Regions from separate parts of the Sus scrofa genome. Here all the other regions are linked to region 1. The links are chromatin contacts, called in public HiChIP or PLAC-seq and promoter capture Hi-C maps. All regions are on one chromosome and are shown on one strand. The core of a region is the stretch at or near the end of the contact, and the rest is flanking DNA. Distances in the headings are between cores, read along the strand shown.

The links. Promoter capture Hi-C pulls out the DNA fragments that hold promoters and counts their contacts. HiChIP or PLAC-seq counts read pairs in DNA pulled down with a chosen protein or histone mark.
Region 2: a contact with region 1 is called in a promoter capture Hi-C map of liver, with 5 times the contacts expected there. The contact joins the enhancer-like site here to the promoter of ITPR1 in region 1. A contact is called at or near these places in 1 of 5 promoter capture datasets (liver), 7 of 47 Hi-C or Micro-C datasets (embryonic fibroblasts, epiblast stem cells, fetal liver and 3 more) and 1 of 2 datasets of contacts at active chromatin or transcription factors (skeletal muscle).
Region 3: a contact with region 1 is called in a promoter capture Hi-C map of liver, with 7 times the contacts expected there. The contact joins the enhancer-like site here to the promoter of ITPR1 in region 1. A contact is called at or near these places in 1 of 5 promoter capture datasets (liver), 5 of 47 Hi-C or Micro-C datasets (alveolar macrophages, embryonic fibroblasts, fetal heart ventricle and 2 more) and 1 of 2 datasets of contacts at active chromatin or transcription factors (skeletal muscle).
Region 4: an H3K27ac HiChIP or PLAC-seq map of skeletal muscle shows a contact between it and region 1, with 3 times the contacts expected there. The contact joins the enhancer-like site here to the promoter of ITPR1 in region 1. A contact is called at or near these places in 1 of 5 promoter capture datasets (liver), 4 of 47 Hi-C or Micro-C datasets (brain, embryonic fibroblasts, fetal liver and 1 more) and 1 of 2 datasets of contacts at active chromatin or transcription factors (skeletal muscle).

The regions. Positions count from the first base shown.
Region 1 is chr13:61,066,871-61,069,570 of Sscrofa11.1, forward strand. ITPR1 (inositol 1,4,5-trisphosphate receptor type 1) reads left to right here and starts at 1,261. Exons shown (of 59, transcript XM_021069282.1): 1 at 1,261-1,513; 2 at 2,354-2,429.
Region 2 is chr13:60,940,378-60,943,222 of Sscrofa11.1, forward strand. No RefSeq gene overlaps it. Among named protein-coding and RNA genes, the nearest start is that of SUMF1, 95 kb to the right of the region's middle. Within about 2 kb of position 1,539, at least 10 of the 83 cell types and tissues checked have an H3K27ac peak or open chromatin away from gene starts, as enhancers often do. A contact at or near this core is called in fetal liver and liver, where this site is marked.
Region 3 is chr13:61,190,710-61,193,443 of Sscrofa11.1, forward strand. All of the region lies in intron 5 of ITPR1 (inositol 1,4,5-trisphosphate receptor type 1), which reads left to right. Among named protein-coding and RNA genes, the nearest start is that of ITPR1, 120 kb to the left of the region's middle. Within about 2 kb of position 1,257, at least 9 of the 83 cell types and tissues checked have an H3K27ac peak or open chromatin away from gene starts, as enhancers often do. A contact at or near this core is called in liver, where this site is marked.
Region 4 is chr13:61,152,192-61,155,016 of Sscrofa11.1, forward strand. All of the region lies in intron 4 of ITPR1 (inositol 1,4,5-trisphosphate receptor type 1), which reads left to right. Among named protein-coding and RNA genes, the nearest start is that of ITPR1, 85 kb to the left of the region's middle. Within about 2 kb of position 1,415, at least 43 of the 83 cell types and tissues checked have an H3K27ac peak or open chromatin away from gene starts, as enhancers often do. A contact at or near this core is called in fetal liver, liver and skeletal muscle, where this site is marked.

The DNA.
Region 1 (2,700 bases), core at 11-2,510:
TATGCCTACGGTTGTTAAAACTTAACAGCTTTAAGCATGAAAAGTGCATGTGGTCTGGACTCAATAAAATCTGCCTAATTATTATTACCATTGTTGTTGCAGCAGATCTATGCGGTGGCAAGCTGTGTCTGTTCGGAATTCTATGATGTGGTTTTGGCTCACTACCATGCCCCAGTGCCTGGCACCCAGTAGATTCTCAGGAAACGTTTCTGCAATGAACGCACATCGTCTGAGGCAGGGAGGGCATCTGGCAGACTTGGCCTCCGAACTTAGCTTCTGCCCTTCTTCCAAAAACCAGAGTCTGAAGCAGATTGTAACCCGGGACGTCCAGGCTCTCCTGAGCAGTGAGCTGAAACCCATCTTGCCCCCGAAGCCCCTGTGGGAGCTGCTGGAGGGCACCCCGCCTGAACGCGCATCTTTGTGTAAGCTACTCATTCCAAAGCCCTTGTTTTTCTGGTTTGCGGTTTATTTACTTAAGCATTTACAGCTCCCAGGAGCAGAGGGGCTGCTAGAAGCAGGGTCAGGACCGAGGTCGCGGTTTGTATTTATTTTCTGCTTCCCAATCCCAGCCCTGGCAAGTCAAAACTCGGTTCCTTTATTTGTACACCGAGAGGCTTAAGTTTCTATACCTCCTGCGGGGCGAGGAAAGACACATGCAGTTCGGGTTCAGGAAAGTGCTCTCTAGCCACTTGCCAGCGTCCCTGCTAGTGTTGCTCCCAGACTTAATTTTCTGTGCAAACCCGAACCGGGCGGAGCAGATTAAATAAAGACAACCTCGCGCCTTTAATCCTTGACCGCAAACACTGGCTTTTTCGTGCCCTGGATTTCTGAAATTCTTGGCTCTGGTACTCAAAGCGGGGGGAGGGTGGGTAACAGCTTGTAAAAACTTCCCAAAGCAGAAATCCGAGCTCCTCTCGCCCCTTGCTACCAGGGACACCTGGATTCTAGGGAAAGGGGACAGCCAAAGGAGGAGCGTCCCCAAGGGTTGGGGGCGCCCTCCAGGGGTAGTTTTGGGTCGCCGTCTCCAAGTCCAGCCAGCTCCCAGCACTGAACCGGGTTTGAAGCCTCGGCGCGGGGCAGGACGCCCCTCCCTGTCCCCGCGCGCGTCTATTTAGAGCTCAGCCCGGTAGCCCATGGGATTCTGGGACTTGTAGTTCGTCACCGCGGCCCCAGGCGCCGCCACGACCCTGGGCTCGGACTACATTGCCCAGGGAGCTTCCCGGCCTATATAAGCTGCCAGGAGCCGCTTCAAAGTGCAGTAACCATGTGGATGTGCTGCTGAAGCGTTTCCTCAAGCTTGCTGGGGTGGGAGGAGAGGAGGAGGAGGTGGTGGTGGTGGAGGAGGAGGCAGAGGGTGGAGAGAGAGAAAGCGCACGCCGAGAGGAGGTGTGGGTGTTCCGCTTCCATCCTAACGGAACGAGCTCCCTCTTCGCGGACATGGGATTACCCAGCAGCCGCTAACCCCTCTCCTCGCCCTGCTCCCCCAAACCGGCGTGGCTCCCCGGGCACCAAGGTAGAGGTTGGGGCCGGGCGGAGGGCGCGGGGAGTTGGTACTGTCCCCCCGGGCGCAGAAGTTTTTGCCTCGCTTTTTGGTAGTTCTTGGTGGATTTGCATGCACTTGCGTGCATTTGGGGGTTCTTTTACTGAGGACGTTTTGGGGGGGGGTTCATTTGAGGTTAAAAAAAAAATTCTCAACTCCATCGCCTGGCTTTGAGGACTACCCATTCTGGATTGGAATGGCATTCCCCCAAGTTGGAAACTGTTGCAGCAGCTGCAGGAAATAGTTTTTTTTTTTTTGGGGGGGGGGGCGTGGGGATGTCCTCTGTGAGTCCGCTCAAGGAAATAATCTTTCTTAAAATGTAGCCCTCCCTCGTGCTGCATGGTTGGGAGAATAATGCATTTGGGGGTCCCGGTGAAGAGGGTTTTAAAAAACGGAAGAAAACCCGAGGAGCGGTGAAGGACCAAGTGTGGACGAAGCTCACGCCCGATGAGGATGCGGGCTTCAGATACTTGGCCTTCGCTCCGGGAAACAAGTGCTTTGGGATCTGCCAAACACTTCCCTTAGTCTCAGATCTTCCCGGCACACTGGAAGTTTGTGCGTTCCTAGTCTCACTTATCAGTTACATATTAGAAACAAATAGGCGAAGTTACCTGTAACCTTCACCTCTTGATCCCACCAACACACCCGTCAAATTTGGCGGTGGCGGTGGCCCTGTGTGTGTGTATGTAGGTGGGAGGGGGTTTGTCCCTCCAGGAAAGAGCCTAAAGAAAGTGGAAGTGTGGAATTTGAGAATTTCTATTAGGGACTCATCATCAGCCAATCTTATATTCAGTCTTCTTTCTTAATATGCAGGAGCTGACTACAGAGGAACAGGACTCGCACCCCTGGCTGGGCGTGTTTTGGCAACAGAGTGCCTGACCTGGGTCAGGTAAGTGTGGAAGCCTTAGAGCTGTAGTCCATAATAAGTTTTTGTCCTAGCCTATTTTAAGTTCTCTCTAAAGAGCCATGGAGAAGGGGAGCAGGAAAGAAAGGGAAATTCCATGGCTCAGTCTCCAAAATTTGTCACCACCTTGGATGAGGGCTTTAGGGAGCTGATGATAACCAGGGGATGGTCCTGCCTAGGGCTTTTGGTCCTGGCTCAGAAGTGAAGCAGCCAGGTTTCTGACAGGAGGGAAGAAAAACCCTCACAACAACATTAA
Region 2 (2,845 bases), core at 289-2,788, 130 kb before region 1:
CCCAGAGAGCTTCTGTAATATAGCTTATAGCTAATGTATAGCATATCAAAAATTAAGACTGGAAAAAATTTAAAATATAAAAATATACAAGCTCATATTTTATGATCCATCAAGCTATAAATCATGTAGTACGTGGAAAATCCCTCAATATACTCACCATACACTCATAAAAAAGGCAAACCACATCTTATTATTAGGAAAACAATTTCGACTCAGCCCCCTAAATGGGGTCCAGAGACCACACTTTGAGAGCTACTGTTCTCAAAACCTGTTGCACCAATCCCTGTGAGGGCTGCCAAACCCTCAACTATTCTTTGGACCTTTGGACATCGTTTTGAGGGTTTTGTTTTCATTGTTGTTATTTTTTTTTTTCCCCAAGGCATGTGGAAGTTGCCTGGCCAGGGATCGAACCCATGCCACATCAGTGACCTAGCCACTGCAGTGACAACTCCAGATCCTTAACCCGCTGTGCCACAGGAGAACTCTCCACCTGGAGTTTTAAATCTGGTAATTTATGAGGTTAGAGTCTAGATCATGGACCAATCATCTCAGAGAAAAATTAAATAAGAAATAATTTAAATGACTTAGCAGAATTACCTTTTAAAAAAATTCTCTGGAATGCAAATTAGCATTGAAAACATATGTAACATTAACAGGCTAGTCAACATATTATTGGCCAAGATTCTGCCCTCCCTTGTCTGTTTTCTTTCTTTTAATTATTGTTATGCCTACAAATGACATTTTCTTGATATTAAACCTGCCAGAGGTTCTTTGTGAGAGAGACTGAAGAGGAAAAGCTTCAGAATTATACAATGTATGTAGAAATAACCAGATCTAATTTTCTCCTTTAAAGAGAACTTTGGGGAACAGATGGACGGTACAATATCAGCACATTTTTCAAATTTAAGTATTAACAGAGGTTTGGGAATCAATCATGTCAGCTTTTCTTTCTTTCTTTCTTTTTAAGTGTTTGAGATAGAGGTCTAGTTAAGCTTTTAAATCCAGCCTCTTTGATCTTTCTCCCTCTCAGCTCACTTGGCTCTCTGTTCTAAGCTGAACCCCAGGATTGATCAGGACTGTTTGGTGGTACCTTCCTGCTCCTCTATCTTAATAATCATACTCCTAATAGAAACAAGTACTTAGTAAGCACTTTGCCAAAGTAATTTGTGCTAAATATTTTTGCATCATTTCATATCTCCCCACAAGCCCAAGAGGTCATTGCCCCCATTTGCCTGAGAGGGCATTACTTGCTAAGGTCACAAGGTAGGTAGGTGGAGGGGTAGGTAAATAATCCCAGATAATCTTATTCTGGTGCTTTTTTCATATGATGCTAAACTGCCTTTTAAAGAAGCTAATGGAAGAGATTAAAGGGCATCCTTAGGTGTCAATTAGAAGTAAATAAATTAAATTTTATTTGTCAAGTGTCTGAAACAGAGAAAAACTATAGTCTTCAAAAAAGCAACCACAAAGGGCCCTTCTTCACAGGCACCAAACTAAATGCAGGTGAACTTTTTATCAGTGCCACCTGACAAGGAAGGGCTTATCTCTGTTCCCTGATTGACTGTTAGTTGGTTTCACTTTCCCCCTCAGTGTTGATTCAGAGCTTCTAATGTTACCCTGTTGAGGTGCCAAATTTACATGCTGGAAAAGAGTTGCTCTGATGGGTGTTCCATTTCCTCAGCAAAGAAAACAAGGAGTTTGTAAAACATGGCCCCGACCCAGGGGTAGGAAAGGATCTACCAGACCTTTATTTACTCTGAAATGGAATCACCTTCTTGCCTGACAATGGTGACTAATTCCAAAGGCCCAACCAGCCTTCTCATAATGATGATTTTGGGGTCAATTACCATTTGGGGGCAGATTAGAATCTGATTTGAAGCTGAAAAATTCCACCCCTTGGCGATAATCCCGTCAACTTTCCAATCCTAAATAGGGCAAGTTTCAGAGAAGAGCATTTCTCATTTTACAGCCTATCTGAATACTATTTGTAATGATTTTGCTTAATCAAAAAATTAGATTGCTGCTCCAATGGCCTCAACATAAAGAGTCAGGCATTCTGGCCTGCTGCCAGAGCTCCGTCTGAGGCTCTTGGAGTTAATAATTTCCACGGCATTTTTAAACAACAAAGGCCATCTTTTACTAATAGCATGACTGATTCTGGCAAAACCTATAAAAACAAGGCCTACTCTGGGGTAGTTTGTATTACAGAGAACTAAGTTTTAATAAATGACACTCACAGTCAAGAAACTGACATTTCTGCTATTCTTTGATATTTGTCTGCAAATTCAGTAGTAAGTGCCAGTTAATGAAAATGAACTGTTGAGAGCACTGCTGAGATTACCCATGGCTGTTAAATGATTTTAGGTGGGATGGCATGGGGATGGAGAGAAGGCAATTCTGCTAAGATGATGTCCTGGGCAAGCCACTGCCCTTTCTCACAGTTGGACATTTATAACTGGTACATTATTTACTCGATCATTTTCCAGAAAGGAATACAAGATTTTGTGCTCCTTGAAATGAATAAATTTTCATAATCTAGGTTGAAAACTTGCACCCTCCAGACTAAATCTGGCTACAGAAGCAATTTATTAGGTCTTCACAGTGTGTATTCGTGTTTGTTTTTCGAGGGTTTTTTGTTTTTTGTTTTTTTGGCCACACCTGTGGCCTGTAGAAGTTCCTGGGCTGGATTCAACCCCCTCTAGAGTTGTAACCTGTGCCATAGGTGCAGCAATGCGAGATCCTCAACCCATGACGCCATGGGAACGTCCAGTTTTGTTTTGTTTTTTAAATCTGATTTGGTTGCCAACATTAAAAACTCAGAAGACTTCACATGAGAATGCAGACA
Region 3 (2,734 bases), core at 7-2,506, 120 kb after region 1:
AAGTTGCAGACAGCTCTGGAACCCATGTGCTTGTGCACCAGGATATCCTGTCTTATGGGAGGAATGATGCTTCTTCCTTGGATGGGATTGTACTGTGCATTTCAGGGCAGCTGGCATCTTTGGCTCTTGTCCACCGAGTATCAGTAGCACATCCCTCCTCACCCAGTCATTGTGAAGATCCAGGATGGCCCCGGAAGTCTGGGCTGGGAGCATGGGAATCGTGTTGAGTGGGTGGGAAAAGTTGCTCAGTTCGTCAAGTCTCCTGGGAGAGCTGCTTAGCACGTACGCTTGTGGGGTTATCTTGGTGGAAGGAACGCATGTCTTTAGTGGTTCTGTCTCCCCATTCTCTGCTGGAAATCATTGTGCCTGATGAGATCTTCTTAGTACATCTCAACCCTTCTCCTGTGCTTTTTTGCTTCCGGTACTCAGATTCCCACTTAGAGTAGAGGGAGCTAGGTGGGCCAGGTGGCTCAGTGGCATGTGCACATGAGTGGGTCTGGAGCGGGCGGCTCTGCTCCCCTGCTGGTGCTGCATGGGAAGGTGGGCTGAGAGAGGCCACCACATCTTCTCTTTCTTCAAGAGAAGCTGAAAATCCACGCTGTCATATGTCGTATCACAGTTCTTACAGAATATTGGCAGCTAATTCCATTGGAGTTTAAAACATACTATCAACCCAATAATGGCTCAAGCAGGATGATATTATTTTGCCCATTTGTAGCCTGTGATAAGTGTGTTATTTTATCAGCAATTCATTTTCATGCTCCTTCCCATAGATGTACTGTGAAAAACACACTGTTGAGAAATGCAGTCTAAAGGTGACCCCAAACTTTGAACTCCTTATTAAAATAAACAAACAATGGCCTTTCTCTTTCATGCTGTTTTTGCTTTGCATAACATTTAAGAGGAAACCAGCAGTGTCCCCTGATTGAGGATTGCTGATGTGACTTTTGGGTCTTGGATGTTAACTTTGTGCAGTTTCTACTTCCCTGCTTAGTTGGACCTTTTTCCCCTAGTGACTGAAAATCATCTGCATTTTCTAGTGCAGTCATTAAAATGTTGTATTTTGGGACACCTCTTGCCTTTGGGGCTGATGACCAGTCTCCAGTGGTTTTTCATTTTTATTTTTGTCAACTAGTGTGGAGCACCCCAATCAAAGGTCAGATTATTTTAAATTAATGCCATTTAAGGAATTAGTTGTCTAGACCACTTGACTTCCTTTTGACTAGGATCTGCCACTTACCAGCTGCACTCTGAAGGAGAATGACATCTAGTGGCTGGTTGCTGTGTGCTTTTGTTCCTTCTGCGGGAGTAACTGGATCCTAACACCCCTGGTTGTGATTTCCCAAAATCTTGTCAAAATGAGCTTCCCCTGTCCACAAATCACATAAGGTTCGGTGGGCCTCGACTGCTCTTTCCTGACGGCATTTTTCCTATACCTTGGAAAAGCACTTGCCTTGTTTTGGTTCTTAGAGATGGTACATTAAGCTGTAACTTTGACAAGCTAGGAAGAACCAGAGTGACAAGTCTTTATTGTCCTCTGATGCCTGGCTCCTGCCTTGTTTGTTTTCAGAAGCCTTAATTCAATATTATGTTATGTAATTCAGAGCTTATTGACCTTAAATAAATAACCTTTCCCCCATTGTTCCAGTGACCTCTCTTAGTAATGTAATAATGGTTTCTCTATTTCTGGAATAAAATAACAGGTGACTGTGACAGGGTTGACCTTGATGTTGCCTAGGGGACATGGTGATGTCCATGGTGAATAAGGGTGATAGAGACCATAGCCTAGAGTGATTTCTTCCTTAGAAAGTCAGAATTGTCCTCAACTTGTTGTGTAAAGGAAAAGTGCAACAGGTACTTTAATTATTGGGATTTATGAATATTGAAAAAAATAACACATTTAAGATGGCTTTTAAAAAATCCAGGCTTCTTGCCACAGAGATGTGATGAAAATGTTTCTGAAGAAATGTCACGTGTGAGTGTTATTGGAAGTGAGTTCCAAAATATACATGAGTAAGAAAAGGGAAAAAACGGTTATGATCTCAGATCTTATTCTTCAAAGATAACCATGGTTTATATTTGGTGTGTGCCCCATCCCCCACCCCCTATTTTATTCTTTTATTTCCATATTTTAAAGTATCAGTGGGGGCATACCATCTCACTTCTTTTCCTTTCGCTTTCTTTTTTCCCCACTTACTATTTCATGAATAAATAGGTATCTCTGTTTTTATTTTTAATGGCTGCTTGAAACCAGACATGGTATGGCAGCACTGTAATTTTAGCCTATCCCTATGGGGATGTGAGGTATTCGGGATCCTGACAATTTTTTGCCATTCTGAGAAAAAAATAGTGGTTATGGCCTTGTGCATATGCCATATTATCTTCTTAGAGAGATGATCAGAAGTGGTTCGGCTAAAGTTATGTACATTGAAAAACTGGTAGATAGTACCTGATTATTCTTTAGTAGGGTTATACAGATTGACTGTCTTAGACTGTAGGCTCATCTTTAGCATATAATTGAGGGATTTGATAGACCAGATCTCATTTTTTACCACGGGTGAAAGCAGCCTTGATCAGTGGGCCCAGGTATGGTTTTACCTTCCTTTTTATCAAGCCTTTGCCTCACCTATTAAACTAAAAATCATGGTGGATTTTTTTTTCTGAAAGCCAAATTATATTTGAGTTATATCAATAAAACTAGAAGAAGGAAAAAAATTCGATTTTGTGGAGGGAG
Region 4 (2,825 bases), core at 165-2,664, 85 kb after region 1:
TTTATCAAGTAGGCAAGTTACCTGTCCCTGTAGCAAATGCACAGGCTTTCAGGGGCAGGCACGTTGGAGCTGTAGCGTGCCAGAGAAACAGCTGGTTATTTTAATGCCTGAGGGCTGTTCCTGCTGCGTCTATAGGAAACGTTCCCCCCCCCCCTCCGCCCCCGCCGCCGAGTCTGACTGTGTCCAGGGGGGCCCTGCTGACCCACATCTCCAAGTGCTGTGAAGGATGGATGGTCACCAACTCCTTGTCCCACCCCCCAGCAGAGGTGCATTTATTTAGATAGACTTGTGTGTGCTTCTCTCTAGCATTGAGATTTGTGTTATCTCTCAACTTGAAGGCAAAAAAAAAAAAAAGATCCAAGGTGCTAAGTGACTGGCCAGTTCTCATTAAAATGAATGCAGAGGACTCACATTGTGGATTTCAAGGGACTAGCAATTAGCTGGACATTGCATTTTCTCTGAGCTTCTTAACCTTTTCAGTGCATCCCTTTATGGCTGTGAAAGTGTCTTACCATCTGTCTGATTTTTCTGTGAGATGATTAGCTTTCAGAAACCTAAATGAGTCAAGGAAAGTGAAAGCAATACTAGACTTCCTGGAAAAATTTATGGAATGTGTCATTCTTTTTAGGGAAACGGCCTCCTCTGCTGTAAGAAATCCATGCTCTTTGGGCTGGTGGCCTGTCTGAAAAACTGCACCAGACAATGGCAGAGTCTAAATCACAACTCTAGGGAGAATTTTTTTTTTTTACCCCCAGCCTTTATTTTAGCAACTTTTCTCTCCAATAATTACTTAAAATTCATCTTTGGTATGTAAAACTCATGGCAGAAGCAGGGAAAGAAAAGATTTGTATAAAAATCAAACCATTTCTCCTGTAAAGAATATTTGCTAAAGCAGGAAATTGTATTTGGAGCTTCTTTGGAAGCAGAAACCCCCCCAAAATACAGTTAAATAAATGTTTAAATTCAGGTTGTCTCAAATATTTTCCTGAAAGAAAAAAAAAAGAATTCATTGGCTAACTTCATGTACAATAATGCCTCACTGTGTTATATGTAAATTTTTTGTTGCAAATCTGTTCATATATGACACTGGAAAAAAAAAAAGTCAGGATTTGAATTAGCACAGACTTTTTCCAGTTTGAGTTCATGTTTCACAGGGGAACCTTCAGGCACTCAGCGGGTTTGAAACTTCCTGAAAGTTGGAGGGGCTGGGATCAGTGCATCCCAGGCCTTTGTGAAGTATTCTTTCCTTTGTGGTTTCTTCACATTTTCCCTTCCCAGTTGCAATCCATGCTAGAAAAATGGGAATATTCCCTTTTCCTTCATCCAGCTGGCTAGTTTTAGGAAAGATACAGCTTGAGCCTGTTCTTCCTTGGCTTTGAGGTTTCACTTGCCTTATTTGGTAAAGCTGTGGGCTTCGTTGTTCCTGGAAAGGGCTGTTTCACCAGTTTCAAGGACTCTTGCCCACTTTCCTCTAGTTCTGAGCTGGGAAGCAGAGCGCTCTTGCTGCTCTGTGGTGACTGTTTTGAGCCGGGGCAGTTGCAGGGTTGGAATAGCCTGAAGAATTCTGCATGTATACAGGGCTGATGGTGATAGATCCGTCACTAATGAGATGTTTACACGTAGTGTATATAGAGCCATGTAAACTTCCTTTTCGAACTGGGACTTTTGAAAGATGCTGATTTTTTTTGCTTTGCCCAGTGCCTTGCGATGGGTATGCTCTTCTTGCCTTTCGCTGTATACTGTTATCTAGATTACCTTTCCCCCAATTAGTATTTCCGGTCCTGCTTTCTCCCTCCTGCTTTCGGGGCTTTTCCAGTCCCTTTTAAGGAATAGATAATTTTGCTCACATGAGAGTTCCACATCCAAGGTTTTAATAGAGTTCAGGGTTTTCTCCAAGTACCTCTTTTGATGTTAGTTATAGGAAAACTTATTCTTATCATGTTCATGACATATGAAGTCATGTTCGTAGTCCCCCCGACCAACTCCCTGCCCCACCTTCTGACAACACATCCTCCTCTTTTTTTTAAGTAGTATTGTTTTAAAAATAATTAGCCAAAATTTTAGAGAGATGGGAAGGTATGGCTTATTTCTCGGAGTTTAAATTTGTTTTGTGTTTTAGCCTAAAAAGGACGTTTGTAGACCCCAGGTCCTCACAAAGACAGTTATATTCTTTTTGATAAAAGATGAGGGTGGAGGGGGAAGGAGAGGAAATGAGGTTGATGTAAGCTAAGCCTCCACTCTTTGCCAAAAGAATAGTCGATAGATTTTTGTTACGGGTTTTTGTTTTGTTTAGGTAGAAGGAAGCTGATTTCATTAAGAGTTTGGAGGGAGGGGGCCAAGGAAATGTGTTCATCTCCCAGAATTCAGAGGCTGCCCCTCAGTGGGAGAAGCAGCAAAACTCCTGAACTGAACTTACTTTCATTTTCAAGGACCCTTAGGGGAGCATTTTTTTTTTTTTTTTTTATCTTTGCTGCCTTTCTGTCTCCTTAGCTCTGTCCGTCACAGAAAGAGAGGCTCCGTGTTCTTCTTCCTTGGTCTGCACTTCATTCTGGGATGCATGTGAAGAGCAGGCATGTTGGCACCACAGGGTGCCCCAAAAGGCATCTATGGGCCATGTAGACATTTCTTGGGACAGAAAGCCAGGAGACAAACAGAATGGCAGCCCCTGAATGTTCACTACCAGAATTAAAACTGACCTCACCTTGGTGCATGTATTACTCACCTACTCAAACCAGTTAGAGATACTCTGGTGTCCCCCATCGTCCTCGGGCTTGAATTCTGGGCTGTTCTCTGACCAGGCACTTGTTTGGTCCAATTCAGTCCTA